Regions from separate parts of the Mus musculus genome. Here region 2 is linked to region 1. The links are chromatin contacts, called in public Hi-C maps. All regions are on one chromosome and are shown on one strand. The core of a region is the stretch at or near the end of the contact, and the rest is flanking DNA. Distances in the headings are between cores, read along the strand shown.

The links. A called contact is a pair of places that touch in the nucleus more often than the background predicts.
Region 2: a contact with region 1 is called in a Hi-C map of the N1E-115 cell line, with 2.2 times the contacts expected there. The contact joins two enhancer-like sites. A contact is called at or near these places in 1 of 39 promoter capture datasets (hippocampal neurons), 2 of 484 Hi-C or Micro-C datasets (the N1E-115 cell line and olfactory sensory neurons) and 4 of 115 datasets of contacts at active chromatin or transcription factors (SST interneurons, VIP interneurons and embryonic stem cells).

Annotation. Positions count from the first base shown.
Region 1 is chr4:125,280,380-125,287,939 of GRCm38.p6, reverse strand. All of the region lies in intron 4 of Gm32611 (a long non-coding RNA gene), which reads right to left. Among named protein-coding and RNA genes, the nearest start is that of Gm46869, 6.4 kb to the left of the region's middle. Within about 2 kb of position 5,224, at least 87 of the 459 cell types and tissues checked have an H3K27ac peak or open chromatin away from gene starts, as enhancers often do. A contact at or near this core is called in the N1E-115 cell line and hippocampal neurons, where this site is marked.
Region 2 is chr4:125,352,375-125,359,608 of GRCm38.p6, reverse strand. No RefSeq gene overlaps it. Among named protein-coding and RNA genes, the nearest start is that of Gm40247, 26 kb to the left of the region's middle. Within about 2 kb of position 2,963, at least 11 of the 459 cell types and tissues checked have an H3K27ac peak or open chromatin away from gene starts, as enhancers often do. A contact at or near this core is called in the N1E-115 cell line and hippocampal neurons, where this site is marked.

The sequences.
Region 1 (7,560 bases), core at 3,975-6,474:
GCCTTGCAGGGCAGAGGCCTTGCTAACCTGGAAGGGAAGATTATATGTGGCTGAGCCAGGACTTGGGGAGCGGGGAGGGAGTGGAGGGAGTGAAGGTGGGGTTGCTTCTGACTGGTCACCTTTACTTGTGTAACCTCAGTCGGCCCACAAGGCATTGTGTTCCACAAGGCAGGAGAAGAATGAGGACAGAAGTTACCGATACCGTCCTCTCCTTCTGCCACCCCCAACTGTGGCCCTCTTGAGAGCTCTCTAGCCACACCGCCAAGCCTCAGGGCCCATTGTAGGCTGGACAGCCCCTATACTCTCTGTACCTTTGACCTCTGGTTCAGCCTTCACCCAGGTCCACTCCTATGGACCTGACACCATCCTCAGTTTATCCTAAACACCTCGATCCCTGCATTGCTAGCACTAGGATCCAGGCTTGTCGGTGGCACAAGTGTGCATGTGCCCTTAGGTTGAACTTGACCCTTTGGTGGAGATTTCGGCCAATCAAAGACAGAGAAGGGACAGGGCTATGAGACCACAGGGCAACAGATGTTCCTAATCTGAGCTCAGGCCTCCAAAGTACAGCCATGCTTTTTGGTTTGGTTTGGTTTGGTTTGGTTTGGTTTGGTTTGGTTTTGAGAGCAGATCTCACATACTTCAGGCTGACCTCCAACTCAAGTAGCCAAAGCAAGCCTTGAACTCCTGGTTTCTCCTGCCTCCACCCCGCCCCACACCTAGTACTGACAGATCTGTTTCTCACCAGGTTTCAGTGGAGTGGCAGTCACCCACCCTCTCCAGTGTCAGTGGATGTGTGGGACCAGCTTCTGGTGAGGCTGCAGGAACAGCCAGACAGTGTCAGTGGGTCAGCAGGGTCTCCTTAGATGCCGCCCTGATGAAAAAGAAGCCTGAGAGTATGGTGATGGGGCCACTGGAGAACTATGCTTTGTAGAGAGAGGGATCCCATAGGCCTGAAACACCATATTCAGTTTCCCAATGGAGCAGGCATCTCCAAGGAAACACAGGCAGAGGCACAGTCCCCAGCCAACTCCTTTAGTGGCCCATGGAGGCAGAAGCTGGCAGAGAGGGAAAGACATAGGAGGGGCCATTTCTTGGTTGAGACCTTCAGCTGAGCTATCCCTTCTGGTATGACAAGACATTTTAGAAACTACTCATGGGCCAACACAGCCAGACTAGGGAAATGTTACCCAGAGATGGCAGAGTGAAGGTCCTTCGGGGTCTGCATCTCCCGGTATTACCACTAAGGGCTGAAGGTACAGGCAGGACGGAATAGTCTTATGGCTCAGAACTGGCACCTATGCCACTTGGGGAATGGCAGTACCACTCAAGATGGCAGCTCTGGGCCTCAGTGGTTATGACATCCTGAGAGTTGCACTGGCTTTGACTGGGACTTGGGATCCTAACCAGCTCCTCTTCTGGTTTCTTGGGGGAACACAATATGGGGGAGGGGAGTGTGGTCTGTGAGACCTCCACTGCTGGCCACTTCAGCAGGTCTCTGGTTGCCTCCATGGCCTCAATACCATTCAGAAAGATATATTCATGTGGCTACTGAAAACAGCCTAGGTCCAGGTCAGCCCGACTGCTCCTCAGCTGAGTGGCCTCTGGAAGAATCAGGGTGCCCCCTTTGGGTGGCCAATCAAGAGGACTGTACAAGGTTGTCAAAGTGAAGCCCTTAAATCAGAGCCAGGTCCAAAGGTGGAGCTCAGTCCGTGGTAGCAGCGGTCACCACTGTCATGCAAGAACTGTTGTGATGTCACACCACAGAGAGAGACAGAAACACAGAGACAGAGACAGAGAGATATGCATGCTCTCACAGTGAGGTCCAGGGGAGCAAGGATCTGTCCAGAGATGCCCTAAGGGAACTCAGCATCCTGTTTGGCCCTTTCTCTGAAGCATTTCCTCAGATGCCGCAGCCATCAGGAAGCCAAGTCTACTGTTGGCTGGCTCAGCTGCTTGGAATGCTCAGTACCCCTCCTGCCTCAGGCAGCCTCACAGCTCAGAGCCCCTCAGGAATCTTAGATATCAAGTCTGGCCTTAGATTCGGTCTTCACACGAAGTCCCTGCCCTTTCTAAAGGCAGGGTCTCACAACGTATCCCAGGATGGCCTCCAGTTCTTTACGTTGCCAAGGACGAATTTGAACTTCTGATTCTCTTGCCTCTGCCTCTAGAGTGCTGAGATTTCAGGTGTGTGAGTACTAAAGCTCCCAGTTTAAGTAGTTCTGGGGATCAAACCCAGAGCTCCATGCATCTAGGTACTCTATCAACTGAGCAACATCTCTAGCCTCCCCATCCCCATCTGCTTCTTATAACAGCCTCAGGTTTATAGGAAAATTAGCAAAGATAGGCTGTGTTCCCATGTTCTGCACACTGGGTAACCGCAGTTATGTAATCCATTGGTACATTGTTACAGTCACCGGACTGATCGACAAACTGTTACCAAATCATATCCATCCACGGCTTATTCCAGTTTCCTTGGTTTCCCCTACTGTTCCATTTTTTTTTTCCTTCAAAATCACACTTACTCATTGGATTCTCATGTCTTCTCAGGTTCCTCCTGGCTCTGGCAGTTTCTTGGACTGTCCTGGCTAATTTTATGTCAGCTTGACACAAGCTAGAATCATGAGGAGGGAGAAAATTGAGAACCAGTCTCCATAAGATCAAGCTAGAGGCAATCTTGTAGAGCATTTTCTTAATTAGTGATTGATGGGAGAGGACCCAGCCCACTGTGAATGGCACCACCCCAGGGCTGGTGATCCTAGGCTCTATAAACAGGGCAGGCTGAGCTGGGCAGTGGTGGCGCACGCCTTTAATCCCAGCACTCGGGAGGCAGAGGCAGGTGGATTTCTGAGTTCGAGGCCAGCCTGATCTACAAAGTGAGTTCCAGGACAGCCAGAGCTATACAGAGAAACCGTGTCTCGAAAAAACAAAAACAAACAAAAGAAGGCAGGCTGAGCAAGCCAGTAAGCAGCACCCCTCTGTAGCTTCTGTATCAGGTCCCTGCCCTGGTTGTCTTCTGTCCTGACTTCCTCCAGTGACAGACTACAAATGTAGAAGCATAAGCCAGATAAACCCTCTCTCCTCCAACTTGCTTTTGGTCATGGTGGTTCATCCCAGAAATATAGACCCTAACTAAGGAGTGGACCTTTCCGTTTTTGTTAATTTGTTCTTCAACAATTTTGTATGTGTATATAATACATTCTGGTCGCATTCACCTCTCATTCTCCTCCTGCCCCCACCAGCCCTCCCCTACCCAGCACTTCTCCACTGGGACGAAGTCTTGCCTTGCATCCCAAAGGCCACTCTGCACTTTCCTAGCACCCGAAGCCCCAGCCTTGTTCCTCCTCTGCTCACTTCTCATCTTCTCCCTGCCCCATCCCTGCCTCAATCCCTGCTGTGCCTCCCTGAGAACAAGGCTGAAACCAGGCTCAAAGCAGAACCAGAAGCCTCCTTCCTTGACTTGGGTGTGGTGGTGCACGCCTTTAATCCCAGCACTCGGAAGGCAGAGGCAGGCGGATTTCTGGGTTCGAGGCCAGCCTGGTTTACAGAGACTTGGATGCTTTTTCCCCCCACCAGAACCTCAGTTTCACCATCTGTGGGATGGACCTAAGTACCTCCATCTGCCAGCCACTGGAATCAAATGAGCTCTCAACTGTCCCTAGTGGATACAACTCCTCAAAGTCTCAGCCTTGTAAACCCAGGTCTTCCCTGCCTCCCTGATGTGCCCAGGCTGTGCAGGAGTTGACTCTGTACACATCAGGGCCAGGGTTCACAGCCAGCATGCATAGCTGTTTTAGGAGTGGTGAGAGAGAGCTGCAAGGGAGGTGACCTCTGAGACCCAATGGAGAAGTCCTAATCCCTTGTGGCATAACAAGAATGAACCCCAAGTCAGGGCCACCAATACCCAATGTGGCAAACCTGAGGCTCTGCCTCCTCCTCTTCCCTCCTCCTCTTCCTCCTCACTCTCCCCTTGGGAAGCCCTGAGCTGCTGCCACCACCCAAGATCAACAGAGGGCTGCCACCACCTGGAGTTCTAGGCACCTCCAGGCTGAGCTGCTGTTGTCAGTGCCAACTCCAAGGGACCTAGGCAGTTCCTCTGCCAGAGTGGGAGGAGCAGAATGGGAGGGTCTGTGCTGGAACTATATCTCCTAGTGTGATCTCAGGCAAGTGCCTATACTCCTCAGCCTCAGTTTCCCCAACTGGAAAAGGACAAATGTTCGGATGTACATTTATGTGGCTATAGTCACATATGTGCTTTATGGGGGAGGGGAGCTGGCTTGGGTTCAGACTTCATGGCAGTGTTCAGAAGGTGTAGGCAGGAAGTGACCACCTGGGACAGGTCACAATAGAAACGTTTGCTTAGCACAGTCCCTGGGCCACCCACCGTGACTACCCAGTAGATGCTGAGACCTAATCCTTTCACCTGACAGGGAGGACCACTAAAGACCACTTCATACCCACGTGTTCTATTTTACCTGAATGGAGACGGCCAGAAGCTGAACTTGGGGACTCCTGTTCCCAAGAATAGCAAGAATTTGGGTCACCCTATAGAAACCTTGGCAACCACCTTCCAAACCTTGGGGTGAGGAGAGCCACTGCTTACCACCTAAGGAAACTCCTTCTCCATCACCGTGGGGTTCCAGAGGTCAGCGCCCCCAAGGGCTCCCTCTCAGATGCCAGCCTCAAGAAAGGATGCCCTGGAATGGGGCCTTCACCCCACGATCTGGGCACAGCTCTGAGCTACTCTCCACCAGCAGGGCTCCCCACAATGGAAACGACCCCCCCCCAGCCACAGCTGCACCCCAGCCCCTGGATCCTCTTCATCCTCACCGCCCTCCAGGATCTGACACAGCCTCCCTGATTGCTAATTTAGACTTCCCTGCCGTCCCACGCAGGGGAATCAGGGGAAATCAAATTACCGAGTTATTCACTCTTTTTTGTACAGCTGATGGGCTGATTAGCTGTCAATCAGAGCCAACATTAACATCTGACACTGTGTGCATAACAATTACCAGTCACATTAAGGAAACCTTCCCTTTCTTTCTCTACCAGGAGCGGTGGGGAGAGACAGGAGAGGAGGCGGCAGACGAGGCTCCGAAGGGAGAGGGAGGAAATTCAATCAGCATAATTAGCTCAATCAGAAGAGAACATCACTTCACCAGCTGAGCGGAGCCACTGAGGCTGCCAAAGGCCTCGGGCTGACCAGCTGCTCCCGAGCCTCTGCACTCCCTGCCCTCCAGCCAGGGCCTGGCTTGCCTGCAGCCTCCGAGTTGGCCTCGGGCCCTGCCATCAGTCAACTGTTTGGCTCCGCCTTACATTTGCTTTGCTCCAATCAATTGAACGCATTCTCGCCTGCCTCTCTCGGATTGGCTCTGACCTTGGAGTATATATGGCTCCAGTGTTGGTGCTGGGAAAGACAGGGACACTTGACAGTCCTGAGTATCCAGTTAGTCGAAACCATCTTGACAATCTTCCGTTTCAGTTTCCCCACCTGTGAAACGAAGCTGTCTACATTGGTGTCTTGACTCTGTCCAGCAGCATCAGCCAGAAGGCTGTGGCGAAGCAGCCGCGCTCTCCCACTCTGTCCCCTCACTGACTCCTGTGGCTGAAGCGATAAACCAGGGCCATTCAAAGAGCCAAGCCTGAGCCTAGACCCACAGGCTGTGCTTGTGCCCAGGCAAGGGGCCACCTTGCTTGTTTGCTTTCCTGTCACCAAAAACATCTCAGCCTCCTTACTCAGCTCTGCCCTGTGAGCAAACCCAAATGGTGATCTCCGATGGCACTGTGACAACTGCTGGGAGTGAGGGGGCAGGGACAGAGAGGGACCTGAACTGCCCTGGGGCTAGGATGGGGAGGATGACGACCAGATTTCTGACTCTGAGATATTTTTATTTCTTTTTTATGTGTTTTCTTTTTAGTTTGTGTGTATGTGCACGCACATGTGTGTGCATGTTGTGCATGCTGTGCATGTGTGCATGTGAGAGAGAATAATCTTAAGTATTAGTCCTCAAATTCTCCTTTTAAAAAGAAACAAGTATCTCTTTTTGTTCACTGCTGTGTAGCCAAGCTGGCTGGCCTAGCAGCTTCAGCCGGTTATGTCTCTGCCCCACCCGCTTTCGCCTGAGGAGTGCTGGGACTGCAGACACGCATATGCACGCTGGTTTCCAGTATTTCCAGGAGTCCATCAGTTACCTGGGTCCTCACATTTGCAAGCAGCACTGTGTTCAGAGAGGCACGCCCAGCTCAGCCTTCTGAGTTCTTAATCCAGAGTCCTGGGCTGTGCTGGATGCCACAACCTGATACCTCAGAACAAGCAGTGTAATCTCTAGACTCCATCATCCCACAGCTGCGAGGATGCTATCCAAGAACAAGATGTAGGTTTGCTTCCAGGGATTGGCCAGCGTTTCTGTGTGCTTATATAGCCTTTCCTCTGCTTATATGCACGCACACATACACACACAAACACAAACACACACACACACACACACACACACACACACACACACCCTGCCCAGTGCCCTAATCCTTTCTTTTAATAACACTAGTCCAATTGGATTAGGACCCCCAACATTCACCTACTTAAGACCCTATGTGAAAAGAGAGGCTCACTCTGACACACTAGAGATTGGAATTCTGGTTTATTAAATGGGGGAAGAGGGAGGGGAATCGGGCATAACACCTAGAGATGAGATAATAGCCATTGGTTTTACCAGCTACTATGTATGATGCTAACTTTCCTGAAGGTGCAGAGCTGTGAGTTTGCTAAGGGCTCATTTACATCCTCCAGATTGGAACAGAAGCTTGAGGAAGGTGCTAGTCTGATCTCAACTCTATAAATGGGGAAAGTGGGGTACAAGGGAGTGAGTGAGCTAACCTGCCCTGTATATACTGAGGATTGGTATCCCAGTGCCAGTCTCCACCTCACTACCTATATCATGTGTATGATATGATATGATATGATTGATATCATGGTCTAGGAGATTTTTGGCAGCCCTAACATGGTCAGTCTTGCCTGACCCAGCATCAATGCATCTCCTGGTGTCCAAAGCCCTGAAGCCTCCAGTCCGAGGCCATCTCAGGCAACCTCAATACACCACGTCAGCAGCTCTCATGCAGCCTAGGCAAACCAAGACAGCAGCTCAGCATCCAGAAGGGCCGTGATGTGAATGCCATGGAACACGAACTCAGCCTGGCGCTGTACACCAGGCCAGAAGAACACATGTCATTAAGGGACCATTGGAATTTTCCCTACACCCCAGCAGAACTTGCCAGACACTCCCTAACTAGGTACAACCAGGGCCACTCTGGATCCTAACTGATCCTCTGTGGGGCTCCTAAAACAATTGGTGTGCTCACTGAGTCCATGTTGGTGTGTCAGGAACTGGTGGGAGAACTTTCTAGAAGGAATTCCTAAAGCAGATGGACTAGTAATCTAGTGGGTGTAGACAGATAATGACCAAGTATGGAATAAAGAAATATGTGGCAGATGGTGATCCATGGGATAATAAAACAAAACCAGGTGGTTGAGAGGCCTCCCAGAAGGCAAGGCCTGAACTGTGA
Region 2 (7,234 bases), core at 1,714-4,213, 74 kb before region 1:
CAGTGAGGAAGCAGGAGAATTCAGAGTGAGCAGAGCTTGGTAGCTAGCCGGGATCCAGGTCTCTCCTTCACTTCATATACAGCCTTAGACAAGGTGAGTGGCCTCTGAGCCTGGCTTGCCTCCATGAAGAAAAGTTACAGCCCTAGTGCCTACCTCCTAGGGTAACTGCCATCACGGAGCTCAGTGGACAAGGCTGCAGATCTGTGTGAATACCCTGGTGAGTTGTGAAGTCCTCAGGAAGTGGCCTGGACCCAGAGAGAACAAGACATCACTTGGTGAGGTTCCAGGGAGCAAAGGCTGAGCACTCCAGGACATAACAGAGGCCGAGAGGGTGGCCACAGGAGTCCTTAGGGAACAAAATCCCCCGCCATAGCTGCACTGTACATATAGTTGGGCAGTGCAGACATAGATACTTGCCACCACCCCAAGGGAATAAACCACTGAGTGAGGAGCTGAAGGATAGATACACGGAAGAACTGCCAGGAAGAGGGAGCAACCTGAGTGGAGGCCTAGTGAGAGAGAAGGCTGGCTGTTACAGGGACCAGAAGGTCCCTGCCGCCCTCAGGTGCCAAGCTCAAGGGTAACCGATCCCAGGAATGGACAGCAACCACAGGTACGGCCCGCACTGAACATCACAAACACGAGAATGTGATCATTAGGTGATTATGTTTTTAAGGCCCAAATTGTTTCACTTGTTTCCCTGCCAGCTTTCATTGGGCCATCAGTCATTCCGCACACAGATAACATTTCTTATGTACATTGACAGAATAAATTACATGGTCCTCATCCAGCAAATCAACGTTACAGGGGAACATTATCTTCTGCACGGCGGTGCCTGGGCACACCATAAATCCTAACCAGGTTTATTACATCTGTCTTGTCATACACTCATTTTATTGAGAAGTAAGGTTTTTTTTCCAGATTAATAATCACATTAATAGATGAGATTCTTTTTGGAGAATTGTTTTCTTGGGGGGAGCCTAAGGAAGAGCGGTCTGGCTTCTGAGCAGTTGTCCCACGGAAGGCTGACCTTGTCATCCTGACAGTGTCCTTCAGAACTGGGAACCAGGAATTCCTCCTGACTCACTGGGAGGACTCTAGGTCAGCCATTGATTCCCCCCCCCCCCAACCCCATGCCATTTCCCAGATCTTTCTAAATGTCAAATTCTAAAGCTTTCAATGTGGTGTCAAAGATGTATCATTACACTGAACCAATCCAATGAATGTTTGATAGGCAACTATCATGCAAACCAGTGAGAGAACTGACTCACAGAAGACTGAGAGCAAGTTTTCCTGAGTCAGGCTTTCTGCCTCCCTGCCTGCCTGCCTGCCTGCCTGCCTGCCTGCCTGCCTGCCTGCCCTATAGATGGCTTGCTAGCTCTGCACTTCTTTTTCATTTTTGTGTTAAATGATCTGATTGGACCAGACCGAGGTTGGAAAACTACAGCTGGCTTGCAAGGTAAATCCAGCTATGGCATGATTTAGGAAGTGAGACTGTAGCACAGCCCAGCCCATTTGTGAAGCCGAGATGTGTGGCTGTGAAGAAGACTCTACCCTGCAAAGCCTATCATATTTAATCCCCAGACCTCTATAGCAAATATTTGCTGGCCTCTGATCCAGATAAACTCTAGGTGAACGAGTTTTGAGCAAAGCTATAGGATGGCACTCAAGTGCACACTGTGGTATTGATTGGAGCCCACTGTGTCAAATTCATTCCTGGAAACACCTTATTTCATTCTTGCAAGGTCTCAGTGGCAAGAGTCTACCCTGGAGGTTCTAGCGCCCATCCACAGGCAAAGACAAGGTGGGAACTCTGCTCCTGTTTGGCACCAATTTATTACATCTCTGGACACTGTGCCGGATCAAGATGCTAATTGGTGAGTGCCAGGGAAACAGGGATACCTCTCAGGGGACCCATCGTTTGGCATGTAGAATGCTGAAGAGCAGAGAGAAAGAGGAAAAATGAAGACGAGAAAGGGTATGCTGTGTTTAACCTTGCTGGACCTGGTGAGAATGTGATCCCACTGTCTACTGCCCTGTCTCACAGTGGGCGTTTTCTCTCTTAAGCCTTATTTGCCAAACTCTACAGTTAGTTGGTTCTACAGTTGGTTCCGATTCAACAGATGGAGGAGCAAAGTCCAGAGTGACAGATGCCAGACCCAAGGCACACGATGGATAAGCAGTATTCCCTCTTTGTGTGTGTCTGCAGTGAATTCTTTCAGCTACAGACTGGCTGTCCTGGGCTGAGAGAGAGAGAGATGAATGGTGGGATGCTTTGGGGCTTGGTATCAGATCCACCCATGGGTACCAGAGTGTCTGAAATCCAAGAGAAGACAAACCCTGGGCAGGTAGGAGTGTCAAAGTTCCTGCCCTAAGCTGTCGGGATCATCTCTTGGCCCTTTCCTGATGCAGTCAGCCACCTGCCTGAACAAAGCAGTCCTCTCAGCCAGAGAAAGAGCTAAGGACACACACACACACACACACACACACACACGCACACGCACACGCACACACACACACACACACACACACACGCACGCACGCGCGCACACACACACATACCCCATACCTCACACCCCCATCCAGCCCTACTCTGTGGGTTCCTCCCACACAGCTCTCCTGTCCCCTCCCACAGGGTTCTCCAGATCCTTCCCACCTGACTCTTCTGGCCCTTCACAGGGCCTTCCTGATTTCTAGTCCCTCAGTGCCTGCTCTCTGTCCTCACAGAGACATCTCACAGATCACCAGACAGCCCCGCCCCAACCCCCTGCATAGCCTAACTCCTCTTTTTTTCCTGGAAGCCTGTTCCTCAGACCAACCAAGGCAGCCCCATCCTCACAGAAGCTTGGCAGCCAGCACCGACGTAAGCCTGGACACATTTCTCTCTCTCCTTCAACATCTAATCTATTAGCTTTCAAACTCGTAACTGGATCCCATCGCTTCCTCTCACTTCTGCTGCTACCAACCTGGCCCTAGGCCACCGTCAGCTCTGACTCCAGCTGGTCGGCCTGCCTGTCTCACTGCTGACACCAGGCAAGAGGATCTGTGGGAAAGGCTGCTTGTTTGTTCAAAATGTGTCAACCCCTCATTTTCTACTAGGCTAGAACCAAACTGCACGATGATCAAAAATGTCCCCACGGCCCTGCTACCACAGCCCCAGCCACAGAGCTCTCCTCTCTCTCCCCCACCACCTTGCTGGGTCCCAGAGCCCGTAACCTCCCTCTCAGCCTCAGGAGAAACATGACCCCTAGCTGACATCCTGAACCACCTTGCAGCCTAGACCCTCTGGGCCTTCCCAGCCAGGCGTGCTCTTCAGTAGGATATCCAGGGACCCTGGCAGGTTTGCTGCAAAATCCACAACCTCGGTGAATCGTGCCCCAAATTCCAACTTGTATTTCACGTTCTCCGTTCCCACTTCCCTGCCTGATTTTCCTCCTTATTGGTGGCTCTCGGCTTGCTCACTGGTCCACTATCAGTTTGGCTGCTCACTAAGATGTAAGCTTTACACAGGTGGGATTTTTCATCTGTTTAACTCATGGCTTTATTTCAGGAACCAGTTCATAGCCCCCGACATGTAGTATGCACTCAGTATGAAATTGCTATGCGAAGGTTTAAGAACTTATTTATTTATGTGTGTGTGTCCATATGAGTATGAGGGTCATGGGCACAGATGTACATGTCTGAGCCTGCACACAGACACCGGTAGAGGCACCAGGTGTCCTTTCATTATTCCCCACTGGTCCAGGGTCTCTTCTTGAACCCGAAGCTTAGGTCTCAGCCAGGCTGGAGGTTGGCAAGCACCATGAGTCCTCCTGTCTCCACCCACTAGCTAGGCACTGTGGTTATAGGCATTGGTGGAGAATGTCCAGCTCAGAACCGAACTCTAGTTCTCAAGATTAACGGAGCAAGCACTCTAAACTGTTGAGCCAGCTCTCTAGCCCCTACATAAAGGTCTAACCCATTTTTATGCTGTTCCTCTACATGGAAAGAGAGGCTATTTGATCAAACTCTGCACACATCCCACCATTTCTTCCTCATATGTGAAAGGCAGGTGATGCTGGTCCCTTACTCACAGGTATTGTTAGGAATGATTGACAGCCCAGAATAAGGCCAACGAAATGGGATGTGCCTGGCTTTGTCTGCAGAGTCTGACTTACACAGCTGGACCACAAGCTAAGTTCCCTTGAGTGTGAGACTGAAAGCAAGGTGAAGGAGCTTGGCTTTATCACTCACTGACAATGACTCTTAGGAAAGATCCTATTTCTCCTGGTACCCAGGTTACCTATCTGGAAGGTGGCTACAGTTGAACTGAGTGTGGCATTGTTTTAGGACAACTGAAGGAGATAAAGGCCAAGGATGCTCGGCCTGAGACTTAGACCATTTGCATGCAGGTAATGTTGAGGCTAACGAAGAAGAAACTTACCCAAGAGTACACCTGGGAAAGAGGCCCTGGTCTGGGCTTGCCTTCTCTGCTCCCTGGCCTCCTAGTGGTTCAGAGCAGCCCAGGCCTGAGCAGGTAATATGTGTAATAGTCTGTCTGTCTCTCTCTGGTTTTTTTCATCTCTTTTTAGCATGAAAACCTGCCCTAGCGCCTCTCATTATCCACTTCATCAGTCTCAAACCGTCAGCTAATTGCACTCCCCAGTGGCCCCTCCCTCTTGCCTCTTCATAGAGCTCAACAGAGCACAGCTGCCTCCATATTTGGGGCTCCACTGGGGAATTACAAACAAAATGAAGCTGGCAGTGCCCTAGTGCCTTCCCTAGGCTCCTTTTCTCCACTGACCCTGTTTGTATCTACGTCCCCACCCCCAGGGGTGTGGATGCAGGACAGCCCAGGAAGAAGGGCTGCCTGGAGATGCAAGATTCCGTGGCTGGCTGATGGTTGCTAAGTCTGTAGCCCTTGCAAAAGTGAAACTCAGGAGGTTTGTTTGACCCTCACTCTGCCTCTCTGCAAGAGATCACTTTCCAGAGCTCAGTTCAGATTATGGCCAGGAACACAACAGAGGTCTCACCAGAGAAGAGGAGAGATTGGCTCCTGGGACAGCGGGGATTTTGGGTGTGGGCTACAGCACAGTTAGAAGACTTGGGTGGAACACTTGGGTCTGCGTATCCCGTATCCCAGCTGATGCTTAGTCATGCACGGGGCAAGGCTGGGCGGCTTCTCTAGAGTGCCTGGTGGGAGAGCCGAGCTGCAGTATTAGAAATCACACAGTTCTGAGTGATGGTGGTGCCATAGAAGAGGGGAGAGCTTACTGAACACCTGCATTCAGCAGAGACACCCGAGGGGAAACCCCTCTGCACCCACCTATAAAGCCCCAAACCAACCCATGACAGAACCAAGCTGACTCATTAATGAATTGCTGTCCAGAGAGAAAAATCCTCTTCAAAATAAGTCAACAGAACTCTAGATCCCAAGGCTGTATCTGCGCTATCCAGCATATACTTTTTGAAGTTTTTTTTTTAATACAAATCATTGTGGGGTTGTACTGATATCTAGGACCCCAGCACTCAGGAGGCTGAAACAAGAACTTGAATTTGAAGCTAGCCTGAGCTACATAGCAAGACCCTATCTCAAAAACAAAATTAAAACACAAAGCAGCACAATAGAATCCATAACCAAGAAAAAAAATCAAAAGAAAGAGACCTAGAGATGACGACAGAGGTGTAGGACACAGAAGTAAAATACTTCAAAGCATTTCCTGGAAATATGCCCAAAGATTGAAGGAAGAATATATATGCTGTGAATGAACCAATGGGAAGCCCAAAGGGGAAAATGGAATGTGTAAAAAAAAAAAAGAATCAGATAGGAATGATAAATGGAAACAGAAAAAATTAATATTAAACAGGAAGCTAAAAAAAAAAGTTTGGTGAGTTGGAAAACAGAGCCCTTGAAATCATGACAACTGAAGGTCCTAGGAGAAACTCTAATGCTTATAGTACGGATAGAATTGAAACCCACAAAAGAGAGATGGGTGCAAAAATTTTTCTTGAGGAACTATCAGAAGAATGGGCAAGCAAGTCTCAGGCCAGGACTCTGTGTTTGCAAAAGACATATCTGATAAAAGTGCATTGCTCAAAGTATGCAAAGAGCCCTAAAAATGCGCCAATGAAAAGCTACCCAATTAAAAATCCAAAATACTTCAGTGATCACCTCAGCAAAGATGATATGCAAATGATATGCAGGTGATATTACCATGACAAAACTATGGTTTTGTGAACATATCAGAGGTTGTTGGCTAAAAAGCAGGAAGAGGACAGACACAGCTGAGAGATTCTTGGAGCAGGAAGACCGTCCTGTAAGACCGCTCTGCACTCCCATGGTGGTGGATACGGGTCAGCACACATTTGTAAAAGCCCTCGGATTGTGTGGCACCAAGAGCACACCTTAAAATGAGATGTGCACTTTGGTGATAACGAGGTGTCAGTGTTGGTTTGTCAGTTGCAATAAACGAACCACAAGGATGTGGGATGGGGACAGTGGAAGTCTGTGTGTGAAAGGGGATGATGGACTATGCAGGAATTCTACATTTTCCACATGGTTTTGTTGTGAACCTAAAACTCTTCTTTTAAAAAGTGAGTTTCTTTAATTTTTAAGACAAATGTTTAAAGTGGGATAATGTTGTCAACTCAGAGAAACTCAGTGAAGCCTAGGCAACATCAATACAAACAGGCTCCCTACACACACACACACACACACACACACACACACACACACACACACACATGCTTGCACATACATACATACATACACACACATGAGCAATACATGTACATGCATACACACACAATGGTCTCCTCCATGACATATAATAATCAAATCTTTGCAGAAAAAAAAAGAAGAAGAAGAAGAAAGTGAGGATAAAAGGAAACCCCAAAGGCAGTTGGGAGAGATAATGCACACAGATAGGAAGCAAAGATAAGAGGGTAGAACGCCCCCTGATTTACCATGACACAGTGGCAGTCAAAGGCACTGAGGGACTTAGATGAAAGGAAATCAGCTCATCATTCTAAGCGTCTGTGCTCAAATAATAATTCAGAAGTGAGGGCAAATGCGAAAATTCAAAAAGTAAAAGCAATGGAATTGATTCTCCACGGTTATGAACTCTAAGATGTTATAGAGATTCTTCAGGCCACTGTAGCAACACTGGGTGGAGCCTAGGTCCCTGTCAAAAAGAAAAACACCTGAAACTGGGGTCTTTGAAGAGGTGGAAATGTAGTGCAGTGGGAACTTCCT